3 separate regions of the Mus musculus genome follow, and all the other regions are linked to region 2. Evidence: chromatin contacts called from public Hi-C and HiChIP or PLAC-seq data. All regions are on one chromosome and are shown on one strand. Each heading gives the region's core, a stretch centred on a gene start, on an enhancer-like site or on the middle of the called end of the contact. The rest is flanking DNA. Distances are from core to core; before and after follow the strand shown.

The links. A called contact is a pair of places that touch in the nucleus more often than the background predicts. HiChIP or PLAC-seq counts read pairs in DNA pulled down with a chosen protein or histone mark.
Region 1: an H3K4me3 HiChIP or PLAC-seq map of bone marrow-derived macrophages shows a contact between it and region 2, with 3 times the contacts expected there. The contact joins the promoter of Edf1 here to the promoter of Grin1 in region 2. A contact is called at or near these places in 5 of 39 promoter capture datasets (the SN4741 cell line, embryonic stem cells, liver and 1 more), 1 of 484 Hi-C or Micro-C datasets (embryonic stem cells), 3 of 115 datasets of contacts at active chromatin or transcription factors (bone marrow-derived macrophages, microglia and pancreatic cancer cells) and 2 of 9 other capture datasets (adipose tissue and liver).
Region 3: a Hi-C map of cortical neurons shows a contact between it and region 2, with 2.6 times the contacts expected there. The contact joins the promoter of Phpt1 here to the promoter of Grin1 in region 2. A contact is called at or near these places in 1 of 39 promoter capture datasets (hippocampal neurons), 1 of 484 Hi-C or Micro-C datasets (cortical neurons), 3 of 115 datasets of contacts at active chromatin or transcription factors (embryonic stem cells and pancreatic cancer cells) and 2 of 9 other capture datasets (adipose tissue and liver).

The regions. Positions count from the first base shown.
Region 1 is chr2:25,556,107-25,560,172 of GRCm38.p6, forward strand. It overlaps Edf1 (endothelial differentiation-related factor 1), which reads left to right and starts at 1,741. Exons shown (of 5, transcript NM_021519.2): 1 at 1,741-1,923; 2 at 4,045-4,066. The coding sequence starts at 1,846. It overlaps Gm35476 (a long non-coding RNA gene), which reads right to left and starts at 1,422. Exons shown (of 4, transcript XR_866044.3): 1 at 1,349-1,422.
Region 2 is chr2:25,317,048-25,321,209 of GRCm38.p6, forward strand. Grin1 (glutamate receptor, ionotropic, NMDA1 (zeta 1)) reads right to left here and starts at 2,140. Exons shown (of 20, transcript NM_008169.3): 1 at 1,582-2,140. The coding sequence starts at 1,839.
Region 3 is chr2:25,572,149-25,576,515 of GRCm38.p6, forward strand. It overlaps Phpt1 (phosphohistidine phosphatase 1), which reads right to left and starts at 2,723. Exons shown (of 3, transcript NM_029293.2): 1 at 2,535-2,723; 2 at 2,040-2,164; 3 at 1,283-1,551. The coding sequence starts at 2,691. The coding sequence ends at 1,459. It overlaps Ajm1 (apical junction component 1), which reads right to left. Exons shown (of 1, transcript NM_001005424.2): 1 at 3,268-4,367.

The DNA of each region.
Region 1 (4,066 bases), core at 491-2,990, 240 kb after region 2:
TCTGGAAGAGCAGTCGGTGCTTTTTACTGCAAAGCCATCACCCCATTTTTTAATTAAAAATAAAATTAAAGTGTGATTTTTTAAAAATTTTATTTTATTTTATTTTTTGGTATCCAGAGTGAAGGTGCATGCTTTTAATCCCACTAGTCAGGAGGTAGAAGCAGGCAGATCTTTATGAGTTCCAGACTAGCCAGTCCACACAGTGAGCCTTTAAACAAACAAACAAACAAACCAACCAAACCAAACCACCACCACCATGTATGTGTGGTGTGTGTGTGGAGTGTGTGTGGTGTGTATTCCATCTTGTTTTAAGTGTATGGGCATTTTGCCTTTACATGTCTGTACACCAACTGTGTGCCTAGTGCCCTCAGAGGCCAGAAGAGGGAATCAATGCCGCTGGAGTTAGAGTTACATCCTGCTGTTCTCAGGTTCTCTGCAAGAGCAGCAAATGCTCTTAGCCACTATGCCTCTATAATCATTTTGTTTTCCTCCCCAAGCAGGGTTCCATGTAGTCCTGGAAGGTCTCAAACTTGCTTTGTAGCTAAAGATAACCTTGACCTTCTGATCCTCATATCTCCACCTGGCAAATACGGGTGTTGCAGAAGTAATTTACATTATTATTATTATTAATTTAATGTATATGAGTACACGGTAGCTGTCTTCAGACACATCAGAAGAAGGCATAGTATTCAAATACAGATGTCAAGAACCACTATGTGGTTGCTGGGACCTCAGGATCTCTGGAAGAGCAGTTCCTGGAGAGAGAGCATCTCTCCAGGCTCCTTTTTTTGGTGTGTGTGTATTTTTGTATTTATAGGGTGTTTTTGTTTGTTTTTTGAGACAGTTTCTCTATGTAGCCTTGGCTGTCCCGGAGCTCGTTTGGTAGACTAGGCTGACCTCGTACCCAAAGATTCTTCTGCCTCGGCCTTCCGAATGCTGGGATTAAAGACCACCACCTCGAGGCTGAGTTGCTTATTTTTAAAGTAATTTTGTTTCTATGTATTCCAAAGAAGCCATCAATGGTTCACATGTTTCTGGCCCCACAAAATTTGCCAGCTGCTGTTTCTCTCCCAGAGAGCACCTCCAAAGGAACTTCGAAGTACTGGTATAATGCCAAGCTACAAGCACAAGAGAACCTGGATTCTATCCTGGGATCTCCTAAGGCGTGGCCTGGAAGACAGGTGTATACCCACTGGTGTGGGGGACGCTGGCCCAGGTTCTCCAGAAGTAAGGTGGTGGAGACCGGCTGGGATCAGTAGGATCCCACTTGTACGGCACCTGTGCTAGCATGGCGTGTGTGTAGGTCTCCAGGGCCCCCTTCTCCGTGCCTCACTCCCCTCGCAGATACCTGTGTTCCCTCTCCGCCCCAGCTCTCTTCCGGGTCCCCACTCTTTTTACTAAGGTTCTTCTCTCTTCTGCACTTTTTTTCTCGGGATCCTCCACTCTCTTCTTCGGTCCTCCCGTCTGCTCTCCATGTCCTCTCCGCTCTTCTCTCCTTTAGGGTCCCTCACTCTCCGCTCCCTTCGATCCCCACACAATTCCCACCCCTGGCGCTCCGCCCTGCGCAGCCACAGGGACACGGGACTGGAACCGTGGCGGCGATCAGGCGTCGCCCTCCACGCGCCGCCCGCGGGCAGCCCCCGCGGGTCCCTAGACTAGCCGGGTGCGGATTGGCCGCAGAGCTCGGGAAGTGCGGGCTCCTGGAACCACCGACCAATGGGAACCAGGGGCGGGACCGAGGCGCTGGCGCCGGAAGCGGGGAGGCGACGAAGGGACGTCGCGTCGCCGCGCCGGGTCTCGAGCAGCTGCCAGAGCCGCCGGACGGATCGCTGCCCCCGCCGCGCCATGGCCGAGAGTGACTGGGACACCGTGACGGTGCTGCGCAAGAAGGGCCCCACGGCCGCACAGGCCAAGTCTAAGCAGGTGCTCAGCCAGCGGGGGGCGGCGGGAAGCTGCCGGGCCGCACGGCGCTCTGCGGTCGCTGGGCCGAGCCGGGGAATCCGGCAGTGGGTGGGGACCCGAACGGATCTTTCGAGGGTGGAGACCTTGGGGGACAACAGGTACTCCTTGGAGATGGAGTACGGGAAAAGACTGGGGTAGAGGGCAGCTGACCTGCGCGAGGCTGGGGCAAAGGTCGGAGCAGGGGGATGGGAATGTGGCCTGGGCTCTGGACTGGGACAGGCCTGGGTGAGGACCTGGATGGAGATGAAAACAGGATTGAGAACAGGTGCAAGTGTGGGTCAGAGAACCTGGCTGGTCACTAAATGTGGGGTGGGCAACGTGGGCATTAGGCGCAGGAAACTTGGGAACCAGGGTAGGGGCAGTCCTGCTGAAGGTTTTGCCCTTACCTGGTATCAGCCTGTGCTGGCATCACTGGTGGCTTCCTGCCCATGATGCCCACCCAGGCGATGTCAGCCTATAAAGAGGGCTGTGTGAGACATTGGTCTGATGTCCTCTCCATAGGTGAACTCTGTGTCCCTGAGCCCTGGATGCTGTGGTTCCCTAAGTGGTACTGACCAGAGCTGGAGTTATTTGCCATAGTTGAAGCCAAGTCCACAGTCCTCTTTTCAGGAGAACTTGGAATCATCCTTAAGTGTGTAGAAAGTCTGAGCATATTACACAGAGACGCTCACATGCCACTCCTCTGAAGCAGGATGTTAATACTCAGTTACTGTGGCCCAGGCATCATCGTTAGTGGTCCTACTTCCCAGGGAGACTACTGAGACTACTGTGGGGTGTGTCATTTCTCATTAGGAACCGTACTGGCCGAAGAAGCCAGGGCAGCATTCCACACCTTTCTGCTTTATAGCAGAGTTTGGAAGAAAACTAGCTCTGTTTCCAATAAAGAACCTGGTCGCCTGTACTGTGTGTGCGCATGCACGTGCTCTGATATTGATTTCTGGGTCTAGTGTATCTAGCACTAAGAAGGCTTGAATCAGCCTTCTGAGGGCTAGGATCACAGTCCTGTGCCACCATACCCAGCTCACACCTGTCTTAGTGTAAAAGTGAGTTGGTTCTTTTAGCAGTAGTTCAATGCATGTTATCTAGATATGTGTGTACAGTGTACCCCTGTTTCTTTGGGGACACATTCTGAGGCTGCTCAGTAGATGCCTGAAACTGAGTTGTGCTGGATCCTGTATGTAGTGTGTGTTCTCCTACTCATATATACCCACCCATGAAGAAGTTTATAGATTAGGCACAGTAAGAAATAGTAATAAGGGTTGGAGAGTTGGCTCTGTGGTGAAGAATACTTGCTGTTCTTACAGACCCAAGGTCAGGTACCAGCATCAACATGGCAGTTCACACCTGCCAGTAACTCCAGGTCTGGTGGACCCCAACACCCGCTTCTGGCTCTATGGGCGCTGTATGCAGACAAATACTCATGTAAGCCAGTCATAAGTAATGGTTGAAAAGAACAGCTGTAACAGTACACTGTAATAGGAGTTGTGCCAGTGTGGTTTCCTGGGGTCCTATATGCACCCTTCTTTTAGGGATGGTGTGAAGTGATAGATTATCTCAATGATATTCTGAAGCCATGCGAATCACCAAGCCGTGATTATGTAGCATCAGGCTCCTCCATCATGATTTCTCGAACATGAAGTCTGTTTTGGTGCCTTGACAGTTATCTGGGATCCAAAAAGGTTGACAGATGGATGAGTAAGAGGCAGGTAGCATACACTGCTGAGACAGCACTGGACAGAGGACAGACACTGGACACTGTCTTAGGTGAGACAGTGGGTACAGTATGAAAGCGCATCACACTTTTCAGAAAATACACAAATTTTAAAATTATGAATTGTTTATTACCTGGAAATTCCCAGGTATGTGTCTGAACTAAAGATGACCATGTGTTTACCAAAAACATGGGAAGTAAAACCAGAGCCAGGCAGGGGACACTCTTATGGTGAGTTTGGTTGGCTTTACCTAGCATTGGGTGGCAGGCTTGTAGATTTAGCACCACATGATCTGTAAACAGCTGCTTAAATTGTGCTCCGTGCTCCCCCAAAGCTCATTTTGATTGAAAACTACTTTTTGGTTTTCTAGGCCATCTTAGCGGCTCAGCGAC
Region 2 (4,162 bases), core at 890-3,389:
CACCTATTGTAGAGAAGGGGCAGCACTGAGCAAGATCTAGGGATGTAGACCACACACACACACCCCACACACACCACACCACACAAACAACACACACACAACACACATATATACACACAACACACATGCACCATGCCACACACATACACAACACAACACACACACAACACAACACACAAACACAAACACACATATACACACACAACACACATGCACCATGCCACACACATACACACCACACACGCACAACACAACACAACATACAAACACACACACAACTCACATGCACCATGCCACACACATACACACCACACACACACCACACCACACAAACACACACGCACCATGACACACACACACACACACCACACAAACACACACACACCACACACACAAGACACCACACAACACACACTACAACACACACACACACACAACATGCCACACACACATACACACCACACATACCACACACATACACCACACCACACACACACACACACACACAGAGGCACATGCAGTTGGTAGATCCTCTCTTCTGACCAGGGCTCACCGCTTGTAAAGTGAGGCAGGGTGGGAATGGGGACACAAAACTCTGGCATGGCCTCTACACTCTGCAATGTGAGGACTGCTTCTCACTGCCCTCACCATGATCCCCAGCCTGCACACTTTAGGTCACATTGTATGTAGGTATGCATGTGTATGAAGGTATGTAGGTATTCTTGAGCAAGGGCTGGAGCATGTTTGCACTATACACACCAGTGTGTCTATCTTGATATAGGACTCTCATGATGGAAGCAGTGTTGCTATGTGCACTGACCATATCAAGCAGGGTGTCCATGGATATACAGATGTGTGTGAGTGAGCATGTGCAGTTGACTGTGTTATTTTGAGACGTAGTGTGTGCTAGTGCCATGTGCATGAACATGTGTGTGAGCAGATATGTTCATGGATGTAGATGTCCTTTGAAAAGCAAGTATTAATAGACTTGGCACAGTCTCTGTTCCTGTCCTCATTTTACATAAGATGGTGCATTGCAGTGACTCTCATGGCTTCATTGGAATTCAGCAGCCAGTTCAGCTAGGGGAGGACAGCTTCACCAGCAACATGTCCTCCCCTGCAGCACACTGCACTCAGCTCCCACTCTGTGCCTTGGTGTCTCTGGCATGCGCAGTCCTCACTCCAACCCCTGCAGAGCCTGTTTGCTCTGGCACCTGGACCATCCTATGCAGACCCATGAATGGGGGAAGGGAAGAGAGGTAAGGAAAGAAACAAAGATAGCCCCAGGCCTCATCCAGCCAGTTCCCTGAAGTGCTCCTCCATCTTGTGCTCAAAATGTCTAGAACCACACTGACTAGATGGAACAGATCACCAATGATAGTCACATGACAGCACACATGGTCCTCTGAGGACCAGTCCAGGGGGAACCAGCAGACACAGACATTTGTCCCAGGCCTTTCCAGGGACCAGTTGGCTTGGGGTGGTCTGGTAAGGAGACTGAGAAGGACCAGGGAAGGATCGAATGAAACTGGGGCAGTGGAGGATGGTGGAGGAGCAGGGGAGAGAGGAAGTAGTGGTCACCTGGCTAGAGATGAGGTCCTCACACACTGACAGGGCCATCTGTATGGCGTTGGGCTTGTGGGTGACAGAAGTGGCGTTGAGCTGTATCTTCCAAGAGCCGTGTCGCTTATTGGCCTGGTTTACTGCCTCGCGGAACATCTGCTCGTGCTTGCGCGTGCTCAGCACCGCGCCGATGTTGACAATCTTGGGGTCGCAGGCAGCGCGGGCGAAGGAGCAGGAGAAAAGCAGGGCGAATGTCAGCAGGTGCATGGTGCTCATGAGCCTCGGGCACAGCGGGCCTGGTTCTGGGTTGCGCGAGCGCGACCACCTCGCGATGTACGGACCCCCGGGCCCCCGCGCGGTCAAGCACCCGCGGATTCTTCAGGAGCCCAGGGCGAGCGCGGCGGGTGCTGTCCGAGGTGCTGAAGCGTATTGGGCGCTGCTCGAACACCCGCGCGGAAAAGGCGAAAAAGACAGCTGCCTGGACTGTGCGACTGGTCCCGATGCTGCGGCGACTGCAGCAGCTGCGGAGTCGTGAGCGGGACCTACGCGTTCTACCCCTCCCACCGCCCCCGCTTCCTGACGCGGAGTCGAGCGCGCGCCTCCTGACGCGCGCCTGCGTTGGCGTAAATGCTTGGAGCGCGCGAGTGAGACGCGCCCACGTGGGCATGTGCACGCGCGTTAGCATACAGAGAACCAGGGACAGTCATCCGTGTGGTCCCGACTTGCGATAGCTGAGCCGGGTTTCTTATCACCACGTGCACCTGCACTCTTAAGTGTATTTAAACAGGAGGGAATGCATTGTGAATGCTTGAGTGTGCGCGCTCAAGTAGAAGTTCTTACCTACAGTTTGTAATATTTTGGGACTTGATTCTTCCAAGGTCAGGAAGAGGCCCTGTCCCTCTATACCGCTGGGGGAAGGATATTGGTGATTTCCTTCTGATAGGGCTCAGTATTATAGGAGAGAGTTGGATACACTCTAGAGGGTGAGATAGGATTGCTAGAGTTCAAGGCCAGCCTGGGCTACATAGTGAGTAACAGGATCTGTCTATAAATAAATAAAACCAAATTGGAGGGAGGGGAACACCACACCTTGGATCCGTGACTTAGACTCCCTTCTGGAGGTTAAGAATAGGTGTGACGGCCGGGCGGAGGTGGTGCACGACTTTAATCCCAGCACTCTGAAGGCAGAGGCAGGCAGATTTCTGAGTTCGAGGCCAGCCTGGTCTACAAAGTGAGTTCCAGGACAGCCAGGGCTATACAGAGAAACCCTGTCTCGGGGGGGGGGGGGGGGAAGGAAAGGAAAGAAAAGAAAAGAAAGAAAATTTAAAAAGAAGAAAAAGAAAAAATAGGTGTGACATTGGCTCCTCTACTATAGAGTGGTACCTTCTAGGAGACCTGAAGGAGACCAAGGACAGAGGAAGCTGTTTATAGCAGCTAAAGCAAGGTTAGACATCAGGCAGCACTGTCTGAATTAGATTATTTTGTATTCCCTGCTTCCTCTCTTTGGCTGTTCACCAGTGTGAACTGCATCTTGCTCCCAGCAGTCATTTCCCAGAGCTCTCCTTGTTTCTCAGTCTGGCAATCCTAATTCTTTGTCCCCCTCCTGCCATGTAAAGTACAGCCTTTCCCAAATTAAAAAAAAAAAAAAAACTGCTGAAGCTCCACCCCTGCCAGTGACATCAGTATTTCCAATAGCAACCAGGATTTTGCAGGCTCCCCTGTAAATGCTTCCTAGGGGATAAAGGAGGAGGTCGTCACACCTATGTGCTGAGCAGTGCAGGGGAGAATCCTGGACCCACACGTTCACACTCCTGAGTCCTCTTGTTAAAGCTGTCTTCCAGAGCAGAGGACAGGCAGGCCTGTGGCACTGTCTAAGACCCCTGTCTTGGCTCCCTTTCTTTTCTCTGCTGCCCGGAGGTTCCATGTCTGCACACTCTCTGTTCTGGCATTAAAGAACACAGAGGAAAGAGCTCAGCCTCATGGCCTCGAGGCTCTAACAGCTTTCAGGAGTCCCGGAGCTGGCACCATCTGCACACATGTTGGGGCCATCTCCAGACATCTGTGGTTTCTGACAAGTCAGGGCCTGAAGGCTGTATAGGGGTGGGCCTGGGCTCTGTCACTTCATGATAGGGCAGGAACCACCCATCCACCCCATGAACCAAAGACTGTTCCTTCTGACATGTTAGATCTTTTTGCTGAATATTCAATGATCAGTAGGTAGTTGTTCCCACGTAGGAATCTGAAATTGACCATGGTAGAGCTACTTATTTATACCAGGGAAGATTTGTCACGCAACAGAGTTTCCCTTCCTGAGAGCCCATTTGCCAGCAATTCTTGGGCTCTTCTTGGGCTGTGGGTCCTCAATCTTTTGGTCTAAACTCCTTGGAAAGGGCTCAATAGTGAGGGCAGGGAGAAGGCACAGCCTCTTCGACCCACCATCTCTTTTGACTCTGTTCCCTCTTATTCCTCAGGGGCTTGGTTGGATACAGTCATACAAGCCACCAATCGTGTTTCTGCCTGCTGCAGTAACAGACTGACTGACAAACTGTCTTGGGTTGAGACCTCACGGGGTCCTGGGGAGGCAAAGGCTGTGAACATG
Region 3 (4,367 bases), core at 1,473-3,972, 260 kb after region 2:
AGCCTGGTTTATAAAGAGAGTTCAGGGACACAGAGAAACCCTGTCTCAAAGCAAAACAAAACAAAACAAAAAAAACGAACAAGGGGCTGGAGAGATGCCTCAGCAGTTAACAGCACTGACTGCTCTTCCAGAGGTCCTGAGTTCAAATCTCAGCAACCACATGGTGACTCACAGCTGTCTGTAATGGGATCTGATGTCTGTAGACAGCTACAGTGTACTCATATGCATTAAATAAACAAATCTTCAGAGAAACCCTGTCTCCAAAAAAAAAAAAAAAAAAAAAAGGAGGAATCTTTTAAAAAAATGAAGCAAAACAAAAACTGTTCTGAGATATCATGTGCTGTGTGGTTGGTGATTGGAAAAAGTCTTGATGAGCCCACAAACTCATTCTCCCATGAAAAGGCCCACAGCTGAGGCAAGAGGAATGTCAGAGTTATGAAGATCTTGTCACATGGAACTAGAATCTGCCTATGACTGACTGACTGAGACCTTGGGGCTTGTCTCGCCTTAGGTCAGCCCCCTAGCCTATACAGGGTATCTCAGCTGCCCCCTAGCCTATACAGGGTATCTCAGCTGCCCCCTAGCCTATACAGGGTATCTCAGCTGCCTCCTAGCCTATACAGGGTATCTCTCTCAGTAGTGTCTGTGTGCCGTCTACAGAGCTGACGAAGGCTGGCTCAAGTCTGGTGAGGGAGGCCCCAGCCCTGGCTCTCCCTAGGACTCACTATAATGGCACAAGGTGTGTGAGACTTTTTAGAGCAGGGGTTAAGCTGGTGCCTACCCACTGTCCTGTATGGTGAAGTGGGGTTAGTGCAGAGAATTAGAGTGTAAATGGTCCTGGGACTAAGATCCATCTAAGTTAAAGTCCCAAGTGAAGGAGACACAAGCATGACTGTTCCTGCGATCACTCAGGGATATCAGGCTTGGCCTGAGAACAGATGAAAAATGTAGCCTGCCAGCTGGCGGGACAATGGCTGCCAGGACCCTTTCCTGGTGGGACTCCTGGATGAACTACAGGAAGGGGGCACTTGTGGGCACCCCAGGCCTTAGGTGGCCAGGAACTGACTTCTTGTGCAAGGCCTGTGGGGCCCCCTCCCAGATGTCCTTGGGGATAGCAGCTTCATGGAGGAACAATCAAGCCATAAATGGCTGCAATGCAGGGGCCCCCTTATCTGCACCTAGGGGGCTGAGTGTGCACCAGTAGTTCCCAGGGCCCCTGAAGCTGAGCAGGTCTGTCCGGTGCAATCCAAAGGTAAAGAAGGCAAGACACAAGTCAGGGACTAGTAGGCATATCAATGCTTTTAATTCCTATGGACCAGATTGGTCTGGCCTCTAAGGCCTGGCAGGTGCTATGCTGCCTAAGGTACAAAAGGAAAGCACAGGGCCAGCCCCTCAAAACAGAACACAGCAAGAGCAGAGACCTGACTTAGTCCGGGGGGTGGGGGGTGGGGCAGAGCTTCAGTAGCCATCGTCAGCCCAGGTGACCTCATAGTCAGGATACTTGGCTTTGATCTTCTCAGTTGAAACAGAGTGCTGGGCACGACCGTAACCCTAGAGAAAGGATGACCGCCAGTTTGCTAGTTTTTTGCTTTGGGAGCCCACCCAGAAGCCGCAGCAATAGCAGCCCTGGGGAAAGTTAGCAGATCCTACCATCCTAATCATACTGGGATCATGATGAGGACTGAAGAGCTCTTCAGGTGATGCCTGAGGGTCTAAGGTGGACTTTATGAAAAAGGATCAACATAGAACTGTGAATTTGACCCCAGTACTGGTGGCTCCAAGGGCCCCTAGAGAGTCAGGACACAGACCCATCAGGATCTGGAGCAAGTCGGGGATGTAGCCCAAGGTGTCATTTGGAAAACGTGGGGAAAGGAAAACCCATTCAGCCCTTAAGTAAGGGTTCTGTAGCTCCAACTTTCAGAGTCCCAAAGGTGGCCTGAATGGTGGTGTGAGGGGTGGGGTGGGGTGGGGTGGGGGTGGGGTCAGGCTCACAAAGGTGAGCTTTGCAGTCTGGCTGAGACCTGGGGACTGGAGCTCACCATAGAGTAGCCATACACGTGTATCTTCCTGTCCTGGCTCTGATGGGAGATGCGCCCGCCGCCTAGGCACTCACAGTCATAGCCATTCCTTTGCAGCTCGCCTGACACTTTGTCATAGATGTCCGCTGGGGTGGGGAGAGTGGCCTCAGGATATGCCCTAGCCGCCCTTGTTGGCCCCACACTGAACTCTAGGGCTGGATATGGGGTCAGAAGCTCCAGCTCTTGGTGGTCTTTTTCCCAGAGAAGATGAGCCCTTCCCCCGCTGGCAAAAAGATGAACGGGAGGAAGAAGACACTTTCGAAGTGAGAGACGGGATTAAGAAGATCCCAGTCATGGCACTCCTTTCTGCCCAAATCCCGACGTTTCTAGGTCAGCCTAGCTATGTGTTAGTACAAGTCATGATATATTAGCAGTCACTACTCCGCTACCAGCAACTGTAAGGCCCCGCCCCTAACCTTCGTCCCGCCTCCAAGGGCACAGAGGCCCCGCCCTCACCGTGGTACTCAGCCCATTTGTAGCCACGCACGATTTCCTTGCACTCCTTCGCCGGATCCCCAGAAGGCTCTGCTAAGTGGACTCGAATCAGCACATACTTGAAGACGCCATCCGAATCAATGTCTACATCAGGAATCTGACCGAGGTCCGCCGCCATGTTCCCCGAAGCGCTCGATCTCTGGGCCCCACAGCCCCTTACCAAACCCGACCCAGGCCTATGCGTAGGGAGGCGGGCCCTTTGGCAGCCACGGCCAATCCCGTGAGGGAATGCTTACCTAGCCCAGAGCCTCAGCCAGTTGTACCTCCAATCTGAGGCACGGACTGGCCAATTGCAACCCAGTTCTTTGCAGCTTTGGGATCGGGCTCATGAGTCCCAGTTAAAGGAGCCGAGGCATAGGTTAACCCGTGGTGCTGTAAATCAACCCGCTGCAGGGCAGCAAAAGGATGCAAGGACGCACTCCGGTTCCACTCCTGGGTCCTAAGGCTTCAATCCGTAAACCATAAATCCGAAGTCCTCTCTTCCCCAACACCTGTAAACCGGAGGATCTCTCTCCGGTCTCTCCAAATTCAAGTACTCCCCTGCATACTCCACTTCACACCCTCGGGCCTCCCCTTCCACAATACTCCGGTTGCGGGTTGTTAAGCTCCTACTCCCGGAAGCTTTGACGCAATGCTCCCCCCCCCCCCCCCCCCCCCGGCCACGACGACGACCACCACCACCACCACTACCGAGTTATTAGCAGCAGCTACATTCAAGTTCTATTTTACTTGGTTCGAAAGCACTTGCCCTTCTCGTCAGAGGCGTTCTTGCCAGTCTGCCGCAGGAGGGACTGTGGAGCCCCTGGGGAGGGCGGCAGGCGGCGGGGCAGCAAGTGTTGCAAGAGCGGCATCCGGGCATGTGCTAAGACAGGGGCCAAGGAGAGAGAGCTGGAGTGTCCCGGGGACATCCAGTCGAGGGTAGCTGGCGCGTGTGCACACCCTCGTGCATAGGTGTGTGTCCCAGGTTCTTGCAATTGAACTTTCAGAGCTCCTAAGGGCTTGGGGCTTCTTCTTCTCCCAAGATTCTTGGAGAATCTGGTCGCAAGCCCTCTCTGGGTCACACCCTCCACAAAGTCCTGGGCTCAGATCCAGGTACGGGGTCAGGCAAGGGGCTTAGGGAAGCCTAGACCTCTCCACAACACGTCAGGCTTTGGCTTCTCTCTCAGCTTGGAGTGCAGCCAGGGCACTTTTGCACACAGGATTGGATTCGGGGCAGGCCTCGGCACCGACTCCTTAACCGTACCCACACTTGGTGGCTCACTACTAAGCACCTTTCCTAGTCCAGTTCCTAATTAGGGACAGCCCTGTTCCTTACTCATTCCCAAGTCATTCCGTGGTAGGAGCTGCTCTCAGTAGGGTTGTCTGCTAATTCGTCAGCACACGCTTCCCACCTCTCCATCTTCTCTGGAAGGCAGATTTTTAAGGCCATCTTGTTGGGTAGGTGTTGGGAGCTCAAATCCTTACCCAGATCTTAACTCTGGTTGGGTCGCCGCCCACACTGCTTCCCCTGCTCAGGCTTCCATCTGGCAGGGTGGATTGTACCTTGGCCTTAACCTGAAAATTCCCCAGTATTCCAACTTGTCTACAAGTGCCCAGACTAAGGTGAGAGTATTGAAGGACAGGCGGCACTGGTACGTGTACAGTGCTGGCTACGCCCATTGCCTCAACCTCATAGGGGTGCACAGGGAGTAGCCCTCTGAGCCTGATACACCCCAGACAGGAGGGTTAGGGGAAGTGCTCGAAGTAAGGACATCGGGCTTTGGTTAACATGGATTTCTGGACTAGAAGGGTTGG